Linked DNA regions of Sus scrofa: region 1 is linked to region 2. Evidence: chromatin contacts called from public HiChIP or PLAC-seq data. All regions are on one chromosome and are shown on one strand. The core of a region is the stretch at or near the end of the contact, and the rest is flanking DNA. Distances in the headings are between cores, read along the strand shown.

Evidence for each region. HiChIP or PLAC-seq counts read pairs in DNA pulled down with a chosen protein or histone mark.
Region 1: an H3K27ac HiChIP or PLAC-seq map of alveolar macrophages shows a contact between it and region 2. The contact joins the enhancer-like site here to the promoter of L3MBTL3 in region 2. A contact is called at or near these places in 1 of 5 promoter capture datasets (liver), 14 of 47 Hi-C or Micro-C datasets (alveolar macrophages, brain, embryonic fibroblasts and 8 more) and 2 of 2 datasets of contacts at active chromatin or transcription factors (alveolar macrophages and skeletal muscle).

Annotation. Positions count from the first base shown.
Region 1 is chr1:33,682,825-33,689,722 of Sscrofa11.1, reverse strand. It overlaps ARHGAP18 (rho GTPase-activating protein 18), which reads right to left. Exons shown (of 15, transcript XM_021088430.1): 9 at 4,220-4,379; 10 at 1,190-1,272. Among named protein-coding and RNA genes, the nearest start is that of ARHGAP18, 160 kb to the right of the region's middle. Within about 2 kb of position 3,947, at least 1 of the 83 cell types and tissues checked has an H3K27ac peak or open chromatin away from gene starts, as enhancers often do. A contact at or near this core is called in alveolar macrophages, where this site is marked.
Region 2 is chr1:33,314,488-33,321,059 of Sscrofa11.1, reverse strand. L3MBTL3 (lethal(3)malignant brain tumor-like protein 3) reads left to right here and starts at 1,583. Exons shown (of 23, transcript XM_021088384.1): 1 at 1,583-1,744; 2 at 5,278-5,351.

The DNA.
Region 1 (6,898 bases), core at 2,698-5,197, 370 kb before region 2:
GCCAGATCTTTAACCCACTGCTATGGGCCAGACATTGAACTCACACTGCCACAGAGACAAGAACAGATCCTTAACCTGCTGTGTCACAGCAGGAACTCCCGAAAATTGTATTTTTAAAGTTTTCTTTTTTCTTTCATAAAAGTTTATAATTAAACCTTTTCCAACTACTCTATAATTTTTGCCATTAAGGAAAAAGTCAATCAATGTGGAATAATCCACTGATTATTATGAAAGTCCTTGGCAACACATACAAGCAGCAGCATTAAACCATGTGAATATTAGACCAAATCACTTTGAAATGAGAATGTAAATCAGAAATTCAGGGTAGGCCCTTTGAGAAATAACTAAAATTTATTTGAGTTAGTCTATCTTTTGGCTAACTAATCAAATGCTTCAAAATTATCACTGACTTATTTCAAACTCTACTGCTTGGAACTACAAAAAAAATCTAACATCTATGGGCAACAGTGGGTTATATTTGATGAGCCTCAGGATTTTTTTTTTTCGTGTTTTTGGTTTTTGTTTGTTTGTTTTTTGCTTTTTAGGGCCACACCTGTAGCATATGGAGGTTCCCAGGCTAGGGGTTCAATCAGAGCTACAGCTGCTGGCCTACGCCACAACCACAGCCACGCAGGATCCGAGCCGTATCTGCAACCTACACCACAGCTCACAGCAATGGTGGATCCTTAACCCACTGAGCAAGGTTAGGGATGGAACTTGCAACCTCATGGTCCCTAGTCAGATTCATTTCTGCTGCGCCACAATGGGAATTCCCAGGATTTTATATTTGAATATATATATATATTTTTTTTTTTTTACCTTCATAATACATGCTCACTAAATAAAATTTGGAAAATGCAGAAAAACAGAAAGAAAGGAAAAACCAAAAAGCACCCATGCTTCTGTTAACAACTGAATCTCAATCACCCATTTTGGTAGAAAGAAATGTTATAGTTGAAAAATATCCAAAGAAACAAACCAACCCCCCCCTCCATGATACTATTAACATGACTAGTTAATAAATTAATAAAGAGTTAAAGACTTTCACCATCGTTCCTTAAAAACAGGTCTTTTCTTTATAGACAACTACTAATATTTCCACAATACCATCATTTTGTTTCGTAACAAATAATGAAAAATTACTCTGCTTAGTTCCAAGGGATATTTAACATAAATGAATCCAGCTGACCTTGAGTGTGTCTCTGTTTGCATCAGGCAGGAGGATGACAAGAAGGTTCAAGGCCTGTAGCTGCTGCTTCTTGGTTGGAAGATCTGCAGACAGATTAAATAAATCTGAACACTCGTCTTTACCAAATATTTCTCTTTACTTTCTTTCTCATTTTGTTAAAGAAAAAAAAGTTATTTGGCATAAACTTCACTGCGAAATCTAAGACAGAATGACTGAGCTGCAAACCTTGTTGAGAGTGTGTTGGGGGGAGATTAGGAGAAGCAGCTGTTGCTGGAGAGCTTTGTCTCTCCGAATGCTTACTACCAACTGTGATCGTATGATGGGGGGGCCTTATGTTTGCAGACACACAAGAGTGCTTTGGAAATAATCTTAACTTCTGCATGATCATTACTTCTCCATGAAAAGACACAGAAGACTGGACCTTCTAGGATGCAGTGTCAGGGTGCATCTGTCACAGTGAAGTTTGTTTCTTTTAGTGGCGAGTGAACATATGACATGGTGTACATGTGAGAGGTCACCAGTTCCAAGAGGAGTGTGTAAAACAGAGCCTGGACCACACAGCAGGTGTTCAATAAGTGTTTATGGAATGAATGGGAAAAGCAATCTGCAATGAAAAAGCTGAAGAAGGACATTATGATCATTTTCATTGGTCCCTACCCCATCAAGTAATACTCATGGATATGTGGAATCTTTCTGGCATTTGTTTTACAGGGATAAACTTGGTCTTTTAATCTATATCCAAGGAATACATATATATGTATGTATGTATGTTAAGTAGCACAACCTAACCATGAAAAAATACTTTACTACACAGATAATTTCGGTCCTGTCTCTCCTACAATTTCTGCAGCAATGTTATGATAGGAGATAACCCAAGGGAAACATCTCCATGTGACATGATTTAAGAACAGCCTGGTGTATAATGGAATAAAATTGAGCCATTAAAAAAAAAAAAATGAAAATCTGGGAGTTCCTGTCGTGGCTCAGTGGTTAACGAATCGAACTAGAAACCATAAGGTTGCAGGTTCGATCCCTGGCCTCGCTCAGTAGGTTAAGGATCCGGCGTTGCCATAAGCTGTGGTGTAGGTTGCAGAGGAGGCTCAGATCTGGCATTGCTGTGGCTGTGGTGTAGGCTGGTGGCAACAGCTCTGACTAGACCCCTAGCCTGGGAACCTCCATGTGCCGTGGGTGTGGCCTAGAAAAAAGACAAAAAAAAAAAAAAAAAATCTAGGAGTTCTCATCATGGCTCAGTGGTTAATGAATCTGACTAGCATCCATAAGGACGCAGGTTTAATCCCTGGCCTTGCTCAGTGGGTTAAAGATCCAGTGTTGCCATGAGCTGTGGTGTAGGCTGCAGAAGAGGCTCGGATACCATTGCTGTGGCTGTGGTTGAGGCTGGCAGCTGTGGCTCCGATTGGACCCCTATACTGGGAATCTCCATATGCTGCAGGTACGGCCCTAAAAAGACAAAAAGAAAAAAAGAAAATCTTGCCATTTTCAACAACATGGATGAAGTTCGAGTGCATTATGCTATGTAAGGTTAAGACAGAGAAAGACAAATAACCTATGAGCCCTATAATCTCACTTATATGTGGAACCTAAAAAAAAAAAAAAAAAAAAAAAAAAAAAAAAAAAAACAAAAAAAAACCAGCTCATAGATACAGACAATAGACTGGCGGAACTCTCTGAACTATCACAGGTACTGGCGACTGGTGGTTGGGGGTGGGAGGAGATGGGTGAGGGGACTCAAAAGGTACAAATGTCCAGTGACAAAATCAGTAGTCCTGGGGAAATAATGCACAGCATGGCAACTAGGGTTAATAATATTGTATTGCCTATTTGTAAGTGTTTAAGAGTAGAAACAAAAAATTCTCATAAAAAAATTTTCTGTAATTATGCGTAGTGACATATTAAGTAGACATTATTATGACTTTTTTGCAATATGTACAAATAATGAATCATTACACTGTACACTTGAAACTAATATTGTATGTCAATTATAAAAAAAAAAAAAAAGAGCCTGGAACAGTTCTGGTTGACACTACAGCACAGCATAATCATTCACAGCTCTTCCCTTTTACTCTCAAAAGGGTCTCAATTTGGCATTTAAAGTACATTTTGGGAGTTCTCATTATGGTGCAGTGGAAACAAATCCAACTAGTAACCATGAAGTTGCGGTTCGATCCCTGGCTTCACTCAGTGGGTTAAGGATCCTACGTTGCTATGGCTGTGGCTCCGATTAGACCTAGCCTGGGAACCTCCATATACGCCAGGGGTGCAGCCCTAAAAGGCAAAAATAAAATTAAAAATAATAAAGTCCCGTTTGGCCACTAGAATGTGGTGACAACGTTTTTCCTTTTCTGGGGGTCTCTAGGACTCAAAGAGGTAACTCTGCCAGTACATGAACCTCAAAAGATCTCCATGTTCACTGGAAAGGAATGGAGAACTCATGGAGACACTGATTTGGAGCCTGCCCAAGACCACAATATGGTGAGACTTAGGAAATGTGCTGTCCCCCGCCAATGAGACAGCATTGTTGTTGATTTGTTCTATGTTTCTGCACAACAATCTCAGAAGCTAATTTTTCAAGAAATAATCACAGACTTTGCCACTTCTCCTTGGGCTTTTGCAATAACTGTTAATCCACAGATTCTCCAGGAAGTGTTGTTTTTAACATTTAGCAAGCCAACTGTATGGGAGAACTTATATTTGTATGATTCACTCTATTATAAAAGAAATGTGACGTTTCCAGTTTCATTTAACATGAGAATACATCTATTGCATTGCTTAAAGGGCATGCAGTTCATTTGTACCCAAAGAGAACCCACTAGTATCTATTTACTCAGAAGTGTGTATCTATAAAGGAAAAAAGAAAACATCACGTGACATTTGAGCACTCGCCAACATCTGTGAGTCAGGAGGTCTATCCACATGCATCTGGTTATATTCTTCGTGACACAAAATGACATTAAAACGATTAACATGGATGGCACCGGCACAAGGACTGCTTCAAAGAGGGATGGCACTCACTCTGGACAGCCTGAAAGGCTTTGAGGTATTCTACACTGAGCAGTGGCTGCGGCAGCTCCCGGATGAAGAGCTTCAGCAGGCTGGCGGCATCATGCTGCTTGACACTTTCCCAATTAAAAGTCCCTTCATAAAACTTTGCTTCTAGTTCTTGGCAAAGATTCTGAAAGGCAGAAGGGGGGTGGGGGTGGGCAGGGAGGTGAGTTCCCAGTAAGTGCATTTTTTTTTCCTGCTGTGACTGATACACTTTCCACTTGATGAGATTCTACTCTTTTGAAAAGACATCCAGAAGTACCAGAGGCCAATACTTTCTCCCTTACTCAGAAAAACACTACTCCCCCCACCATCCCCAGAGGACTTCACCAAAGAAGATGATACCAAAGGCCAAAAGATTCCAAAACCTGACATTCTCCTGGACATGCAACACACCTTAAGCAGTAAAGGTTGAGTGAAAAGATCGGTTAAAATATAAAGGGAATGCTCCCCAATATTCTGCGATAACCTATATGAAAAAGGCACTTGAAAAGGGATGGATGTGTGTATGTGTTTAACTGAATCGCTTTGTTGTACAGCAGGAGCTATCACAACATTGTAACTCAACTACATGTCAATAAAATTTTTAAAAGTGGAAACAAAAAATGGTTCTGACTATCAATGGTGCCTGTGCGTATGAGCTATAAGGTCACCCTAAGCTCAGAGTTATTAAAGCCAGGGGAAAAATTTTTGTAAAAAATGGTTAAAATAACCTTTACATTTGGGGGGCTTTACTTAGACAATATAATTTGTCGCTAACTTTAAAAAAATCATTAAAAAACAAGTATATGTTTTGGGACTTCCCATGTGGCTCAGTAGGTTAAGAACCCGACTAGTATCCATGAAGACATGGGTTTGACCCATGGTCTCACAAAGTGGGTTTAAGGATCCGGTGTTGCCACAAGCTGTGGTATACAGGTCACAGATGCAGCCCAGATCTGGCATGGCTGTGGTTGGCAGCAGCAGCTCTAATTTGACCCCTAGCCTGGGAGCTTCCATATGCTGCAGGTGGAGCCCTTAAAAAAAGGAAAAAGAAAAAAAAAAAGTCTATGTTTTAAATTATGTTCTGATGTACATTACATAACAAAATACATAATCAATCCCTGGAGCTAAGCAGAAGGCCATGTATGATTAGTCACCACTGGGAAATGGCAAACCAAATCCCACAGCAAATGAGGCACAAAAATGTATCAATATACCTGTCTTAAGTGCACAGGCCGTCAGTGACACAGCCATCCTGCTGCCAGCTGCAAAAAACAGTTGGAATCCTTGTGGAATTAGAAATACCTAGTTCATTTACCTCAAGGACTCTACAAAATTTGCCACACAGATTATTAATAATAAATCAATTTAATTTCATAATTACTATTTGCTACATGCTTTTTCACTGTGGCATAAATCCTATCATGTTAGAAATCCTTCCAATGTTCTGTCACTTCCTTCTATTATTTGAAACTGTTCTCCCCAAGGAACATTCTTTGCTATTCCTATAAGGTGAATTTATTATGCCTTTTTGTGTGTGTGTGTGTCTCTCTCTCTCTTTTGGGCTGCACCTGCAACATATGGAGGTTCCCAGGCTAAGGGTCGAATCGGAGCTGTCGCCACTGACCTACACCACAGCTCATGGCAACACCGGATCCTTAACTCACTGAGCAAGGCCATGGACCAAACCCGCCTCCTCATGGAAACTACTGAGCCACGATGCTGAGTCCTACCATGCTTTCTCTTCCCGACACAATTCCATCCTCGAATTCCAATTGTTGTTGTAATGGGTGAAATACATGAAGGGGAACCTAGAAATGGGGGGTGAGGGAAAGAAAGGTGAAAGGAGAGAAGGAGGAAAGAAGTGAGGGGGAGGGAAAGGGGAGAGAGGAGGGAAGGAGAGAAGGCTTGAAGAAGAGGAAGAAAGGGAAACAGGGAGGGAGAGGGAAAGATGAGGAAAGGAAGGGGAGAGGGAGAGAGAAGAGCCCAGGAAATGTGGTGAGCAGGGGAGAAGCCAGACAACTCCACACTTGGCATATTATCTTTAAATTATTGATAACGGACCAGCTGCTGCATAATTCGGTTTGTGACAACAGGTTGTGCTGAAGAGTTGAGCCAGCTGAATCCACTTAATTGACCTTCGAAGACATTACGTATAGTTAAACTCAGCCCTCTGTGAGCTAGTGGGTCAAGATGTAAAACGTGCAGTAGCTCCAAGCTGTGTACTCAAGTCATGTTTACGACTCCTGTGGGGGGGCCACCACATCCCGCTAGTACGAGCTGTGCCTCGTGACCTGAGTGACAAGATTCTTGCTGAGATGGGTTATCATGAAGTCACGTTTCATGTGTCTGAGGGACCTTTTCTCTGCAAGAGCATGTGCTACTCAGCAGCACCTAACTCCCCACCTCCACACACCATGTCCCTGATGACTGGTGGTGGCACTGGCTTAGGTGACAGCAAGTCAAAGTGAGACAGTGGCAACATAACAAACTTAATAAGAGCAACAAGGCAGTTTTGGGGACCTCTGTGCACCAGACGGCTCGTCCAGGGGACACAGGCTGAAAGCAATTTGTGAGCAGGGTATATAACAGGTTACCCGAATCTGATTAAACTGAGATCACTGTGTAGAAGGAGCCAAGTAGGCTGGAACTAGCGTCCTAAATTGA
Region 2 (6,572 bases), core at 334-2,833:
AGAAAGAGGAATCTAAAAGTAATGTTATTTTCTTTGGGGGTAAAGTCTTAGTTTTGCACATAGCTCCTGGTAACAATGCCTTTGGCCATTTCACTGCTTATAATTCAAGGGCTAGGGAGGAAAGGAGAGAAGCTAAAATTCAGATCAGTTAATTAAACTGTTTGGGAGCAGCTCGAAAAAGGTTGGATGTGGTAGGTGAAATCAATGAGATTACCTATAGCTCTCACTAACCCAGCCTTCCCACTTTGCACCCTTAAACCACTGGTTGCCCAACAAATGAAGCATACTCTATAAACTCATTTCAGCTTCACAGAGTTCGTTTCTTTGTCTTGAGTACATGTCAAGCCCTATGTCCTGGTTTTTGGTTTGGAGAATTCGGTCACTGTACCAACACACGACATAGTCGGGTGGTCTGCTTCTCTAGGGTAATTTCATGGTCCTAAGGAAAGAATTTAACAGTTTATTTTCTGAAACTGGTTCAAGGAACATTCCTTAAGTGAAAAAATTCAATCAAGAATATTATTACTTACATTTTGAGGAAGGATTTTTTAAAGCAGAATTTCCATCTGTGATATATTTAAATTCTAGACCTCAGGCAGCAATTTCGGAAAAGGGCCTCCTTTACCCTTTATTAGATACAAACTAAATACTCCACTCTGAGTAGTGGGGCCTTACTTTGTCTCCCCACTCCTGTGAAATGTAAGACTTGCTTCCACCATTTCTGAAATTATGAGTGCTACTTTTTTTTTTTCTCGCAAACTCTGTTATGAAGGTAAACATATTTATTACAACTTCAATTTCTTGAATTATTTTCTAAGTACTTGCATCTAGTAGAAAAGGAGCATGGTGAACTGCCCAAAAAAGAAGCCTGCAGTCAATAAGTGGAAAGCTGTCAATACAGAAATACAATACTCTTGCTTGATTAGTTTTGATGCCTTAACAAAGCAGGTTTTGCTGTTTAGGACTGCTCAGCCATCTTGACTGAATACGTTCAGAGGGTAGTCCACGGCCGACCTGCTTATTGTCAAGGGACTTTAACACTGATTTCCAAGTTGACATACGAATCCCAACATATTTCACAACCGAGGCCTAACATGTTTAAGCTGTCAATAAAGACCAACACTTAGGAAACGCAAGGCACGCGCAAGTTTTATATGCACACTTTATAACGCATTCTTCCAGTCCTCAAAGAGGGGGGAGGTTCTATAGCCTAGAAGCTTAAAACTTTATTTCTTATTTTTCATGACCTGTAGCACGCGTTTAGCCTTTTTGGGTTGTGTTTGTATAAGGCTGTGGCCCACTCTTGAATGGCTGAAAGCAGACGTTTAACAGTACATGGTGGATTAGCTGCTCAGAGAAATGCCTTTTTAAAAAAGTAAAGTGAAAAATAGACAAAGAAATCTATAATCTTAGCAGTCTTTCATATTTGTTTTGATTGTTCTTGAACCAGCCCTGAGCCGGTGACAAGGATATTGAAAAGATGCACCTGAAACAGTATCTGCGGGCTGCTGCATTTGCCAACCGGCTTTATTGCTGCTTTCCAGTGGCGAAGGCGCAGCAGCATTAACAGGGAAGCCAGAGCGAGCCTCCCCGGCAGCGGCGGCGGCGGCGGCACAGGCACCAGCGCAGTTTCCCCCTCTCCCCAGCCCTGACTCTACGCGCACATGCGCACTGCGCCCGCAGCCCTGGACCATTTGTCAGGACTACTCGTGAGACGGAGAAAAAAAAAAGAGAAAATTTGGGGGTAAGAAGCGGTTGATCGGATCTAATCTCTAATTAATATGAAGATTTGTCCGTGCAAAAGCCATTCATTTATTTTTCTGGGGGAGGATGAAAGTTAAGAGACCTATAGAGAGAAGGAAGCGCACCCTCGTCTTGTGAAACAGATCAGGGGAGGGGAAAGGACAGAAGGGGTTTCTCCCCCACTTCTCTGCGCCTCTGGGAAAGAGGAGAAAACTTAATCCCGGGGAAAAAAGTGGGCAAGTGACTCGGAAACGGCTGGAGGGGGAGTCTCTGGGCATCTCACTCTTAAGTAGTGAGTGCGAGTGTGAAAGAGGAACAAAAGAGAGAGAAAAGAGAAAGGAAAAAATGGGGGGAGGAGAGACTTGTATTTTTTCCTTTGCGCGCACACGGGGAAGGGTGTGGGGGGCCGTGCGGAAGGGAGCCGGGGCGAGGCGGCCGCGTCGGGCTCTCGCCCGCGCGCAGGCGGCGGGATGCGTGTGGGCCCCCTCCCCCGCGCCCCCCGAGCTTGTCACTTTGGTCGCTTTCATGACACCGGGCGCGGGGTGGGGGAGCGCGGCGGCGCCGGGCTCCGCCGGGGTGCGTGCCCGAGTGGGCGCCGCGGAGCCGCAGCCCGGGCGGCGAGCGCGGCGGCCCAGGCGGGGGGCGCTGCCGGGGGTGGGGGGAGCGCGGGGGCGGCCGGGGCCGCGGATCGGTGCGGCGGGAGGCGCGAGCCCCGCGCGCCGCCCCTGCGGCCCCCTCCGCCCGTGTGGCCTTTGTGCCGGGCGCGCACCGGAGAGCGGGCGAGCGAGCGCGAGAAGTACAAGTACGGGAGACCGAGGCAGTGGGAAAAGAGGCCGGGCCACTTTCTCCCCGCTCTGGCTGCGGAGAATGGACTGGTTGAATGTGCAGGCGCGTCTCCCCGGCGTGTGCTGTGTGTGTGTGTGCGCGGCGGAAAGGCCTCCCCGACTCCCACCGCGCACACGCACACTCACACGCACGCACACACTCACGGACCCGCGGCGGGCTCGGCGGCCGAGAGTTTGCGTTTTCTTCCTCGCCGCCTCCCCCTTCCCGACCGACTGTGTGAGAATTTCATATAGATCAGCTCCAATTTCCGCCATTTTGGGAAAGTTGCACAAAAATAAACCCTCCGGTTTATTTCTGCCCGAGGCAGGAAAGTGCTTCGGGAAGCGAGGCGGCGCGGGCCCGCCGCGGCCGTCCGCGCCGAGGAGGGCGCGGGCCGCGGGCCGGGCCGGGAGCCCGCGCCGTCGCGGCGTTCGCCCCGCGCCGTGCCGCGCAGCGCCGGCCCGGGTGCGGGCGCGGGCGTGTGTCGGGAGGCGGCGGCCGCGGCGGCGGTAGCGGCGGGCGGCGGCGGCGGCGGCGGCAGCCGCGCCGGGGCGGCGGGCGGAGGTGGTGAAGGCGCGGGGCTGCTTTTCCTGCAACTTGTTTACGCCGTCCTTATACTGGGGAGGCAAAGAGGGGTCCGAGGCGGGGCCGCCGCCCGCCTCGCGCCGCGTGCGTGTGCCATTCCGGAATAATGGGTTTTGCACACTAGCGTCCTGGGCCCGGCGGGCCGTCCTCGCGCCGCGGCGGCCGGGCGGGGGGAAGTAGAGGCCGGCGGGGGTGGGGATCGGGAAGCGCAGGAGCCGAGGCATCCGCCGCGCGCCCCGCGAGCTGGTGGGGGGTGGAGAGGGAGGAAAACTTGTGAGCCCTGGGCGCGGGGGAGGGGGGCACGGTGGCACGGGCGGGGGGAGGGCGCAACTTTTGTGCTGGTGGTAAAACTTTAATTACCTTGAAAGAAAAGGGCCCTCCGGTCTCCCCCACCCCTTCTGGTCAAAGCCCGGCCCTAGCGCGACCGTGAGAGAAAGTTTAAAACCGGGCAGTTTCCTCCCCGCCTTCCCCGCGAAGGGGTGGGGGTATCTGTTTGTCCGTCTGCGCTCGGAGAGAGGTGGGGGTAAGGAACCGCCCTTCGGGGTCGCGGAGACCGCGGCTCTTACCCCACCCTTCCACGGGGAGACGAAGGTAAACGTCGCTTCGGTTTCCCTCCTACCTCCCCCCCTCCCCGCTTCCTTTTCCTCCCCCTCCCCGCCGATTTTTTTGAGGGGACCCAAAAAACGGAGTCTCTTTCCTTATGCAACTTCCTCGGGCGCTGTGAGCACGGCCCTTCCCCCTCCCTGCATCCCTCGGCCCGCTCCTTTACCACCTCGGGTCTACCGCCGGAAAAATGCATTAGAGCTCATTCAGAGTGCCTAAGAAACAAAAATAGATTTTTGATTGCTCTAAGTTAAGAGAAACTGAGATGAGAAATAAGAATGGGGCGGGGGGAGAGGCTGGGACGAGTGCGTCGAATTTTAATTTTGGTTTTCCTAGAGCGTTGTTTGGAATAGCTTTATTAGTGTGGGGAGCCCGAGAGCCTCTGTACTGGCGAGCTCGGTCGCGTGGATTTTTGCGCAAGTTTTTAGAAAAACACTGACTCGAGTAGAGCATTTCTCCGGAAAGTTTCAAGTGCAGCAAAATAGCGAACGTACAAAACTGGCCAAGGGGAGACCTCTAGTGGTTGAACGCATCTTTAAGTTCGGAAGGCCGAGAGCAAACTTTGGCCTTTACTTTTAGCTACGTAGTCCGTTCAGACGTGGAAGTAATTAGACGACCTGAGCGAGCCGCCAGATGTTGTATGAAAGGATGCTAATCAGAAATAGGAGGTTTAGTAAATCGCAGAGCAAATGAAATCTGAGGACCCAGACCCTCTAACTTCCATCCCTCATTAACTCTGTGGGAAATACACGTTGCTTTTATTCTAAGATTTGGGATTGGTCACTCTGGATTAGAAACAATAGTTTATTTATCGTTGTTTGTGCATTTGATCAACCTTTAATTAGGAGTCACAGCGGATGATTTCAGTTGAATGTTAATAAAAATACAAAGTGCTGTATGTGTTTAAACTTCGGAAAAGTGAAAAAAGACCTTTGGATGAAATTTGCCTATTACAGGAGTTGATCATTTTATTCCCTAATAAATATACTTTAAGGCTGGTATTTAGTTTCTTAACCATACAGTTATATATAGTCATAAAATAAATGGCCCCTTGTAGTTCTAAGAGTATAATTTTGTTTCACTGGGTTAAGACAGTATTTCTGAATACTTTGTATAATTTGTGATTTAAACACGTGTGTGGACAAAACCTGCTAACATAGTATCTGTTCTTTTGCCAGCCAGTGTGTGTTCTGTACCCTAACTTTAATTTTAAGGATAAAGGCAATGAGAGAAATTAAAGTTGAATTAAATGATCCCTGTAACTTTCATATAGTAGCTTGTCCTATAATCACAGGAACTTCAGTGGGGGAATTTAGGGTAGGGCAGTGAAATAAATGACAAAAATCTATTTAACCTCTTTTAGAACTAGTTTATTTTTTTGTAATATACTGAGTGATAATGTATGAGCTTAGGTAGTGAGTCAGAGATTCAAAATATAAACTTCTTAATTGTGGGCTCAGAGGCTTCTTTTTTTAATGACAATCCTCGAGGTAACTTTTTCTCTCTTTGAATCACTGCTAGACCTCCAGGAGAAGCCTTAAGGGTGGATGACAGTCATAAAGACCATCAGACAATTATTTCTTCATCGCCACTAGGTAAGAGTTGCATGTTGAAACAAATTGCTTGATATACTTGCACATGTTAAAGACTGCACTTGTGGATCAGGAAGGAGAGTGTGGAACAAGATTGGCAGAAAAACATCATTTTGTGAGGGCTGCTTTGAATGCAGAAACTAGGTGCGAGTGAGGCTCAAATAAAAAACATTAGGAAAAGTTAAGAGATTTGTTTTGGATAATCTTTGGATTGGCTTTTTTTTCTCTCTCTCTTTTAACTAATTTCTTTCTTCTTTTTTTTTTTTTTTTTTAGGGCCACACCAGTGGCATGTGGAGGTTCCCAGGTTAGGGGTCTAATTGGTACTGTAGCCACCGGCCTACACCACAGCCACAGCAACGCCCAATCCAAGCTGTGTCTGTGACCTACACCACAACTCACGGCAACACCAGATCCTTAACCCACTGAGCGAGGCCAGGGATCTAACCCGAAACCTGGTTCCTAGTGGGATTCGTTTCTGCTGCACCAGGAGGGGGAACTCCTTAACTAAATTCTTAATTCACACTCCAGTTGCACTAGTTGGACCTGTTGTCTCCTGAAAGTAAATTGTTTTATTCTTTGGAATTGAGAAAGTGGGAAAACTAGAAGCAATTATAAATCAATATGTGTTGTGTAGGTACACAGTGATGTGGAAGATTCTGGAACTTGAAAAAATTTTGTAGGTGAAATTTACAAGGTATTGGGGGGGTATTTAAGTAACTTATTTTCTATGGTACAAATCCAGCATGGACTGACTTGTGCCAAATATCATGTCATACAGGGTTTTAGAGAGTTTCCAGTGTGTTGGCATAAATTTGTCAGCTTTTAAGCATGTCTCCATGGGGAATACAGCTCTTGTGCAGTAAGATCGTTCTGATAATTTTGGAGGGTGCTAGTTTGTCTCCATGATCCCGGGCTTATATTTAGGACAGAGATCATTCTCATGCAAAGGGGAACTCTCTCTGGGTAGACCATCAAAGTACATTTGTGCTACTCTAGCTTTTCTATTTATACCTCTTCTTTCTTTTCTTTCTTTTTTTTTAATCTTTCCCTTTTTCTGCTTCTTTTCATTTTCCTTTTCTGTCTTAAGTATATAAAAAGTTTCTAATATTTGTTTGGCAAAAGCAAAAAGAAAATAAATCAGCAGGACTAAATGGTTCTCATTAGGCCACCGTATAGGATAGGTGTGGTCTAGATGTCAACGCTGAATAAATACCAACATAAAA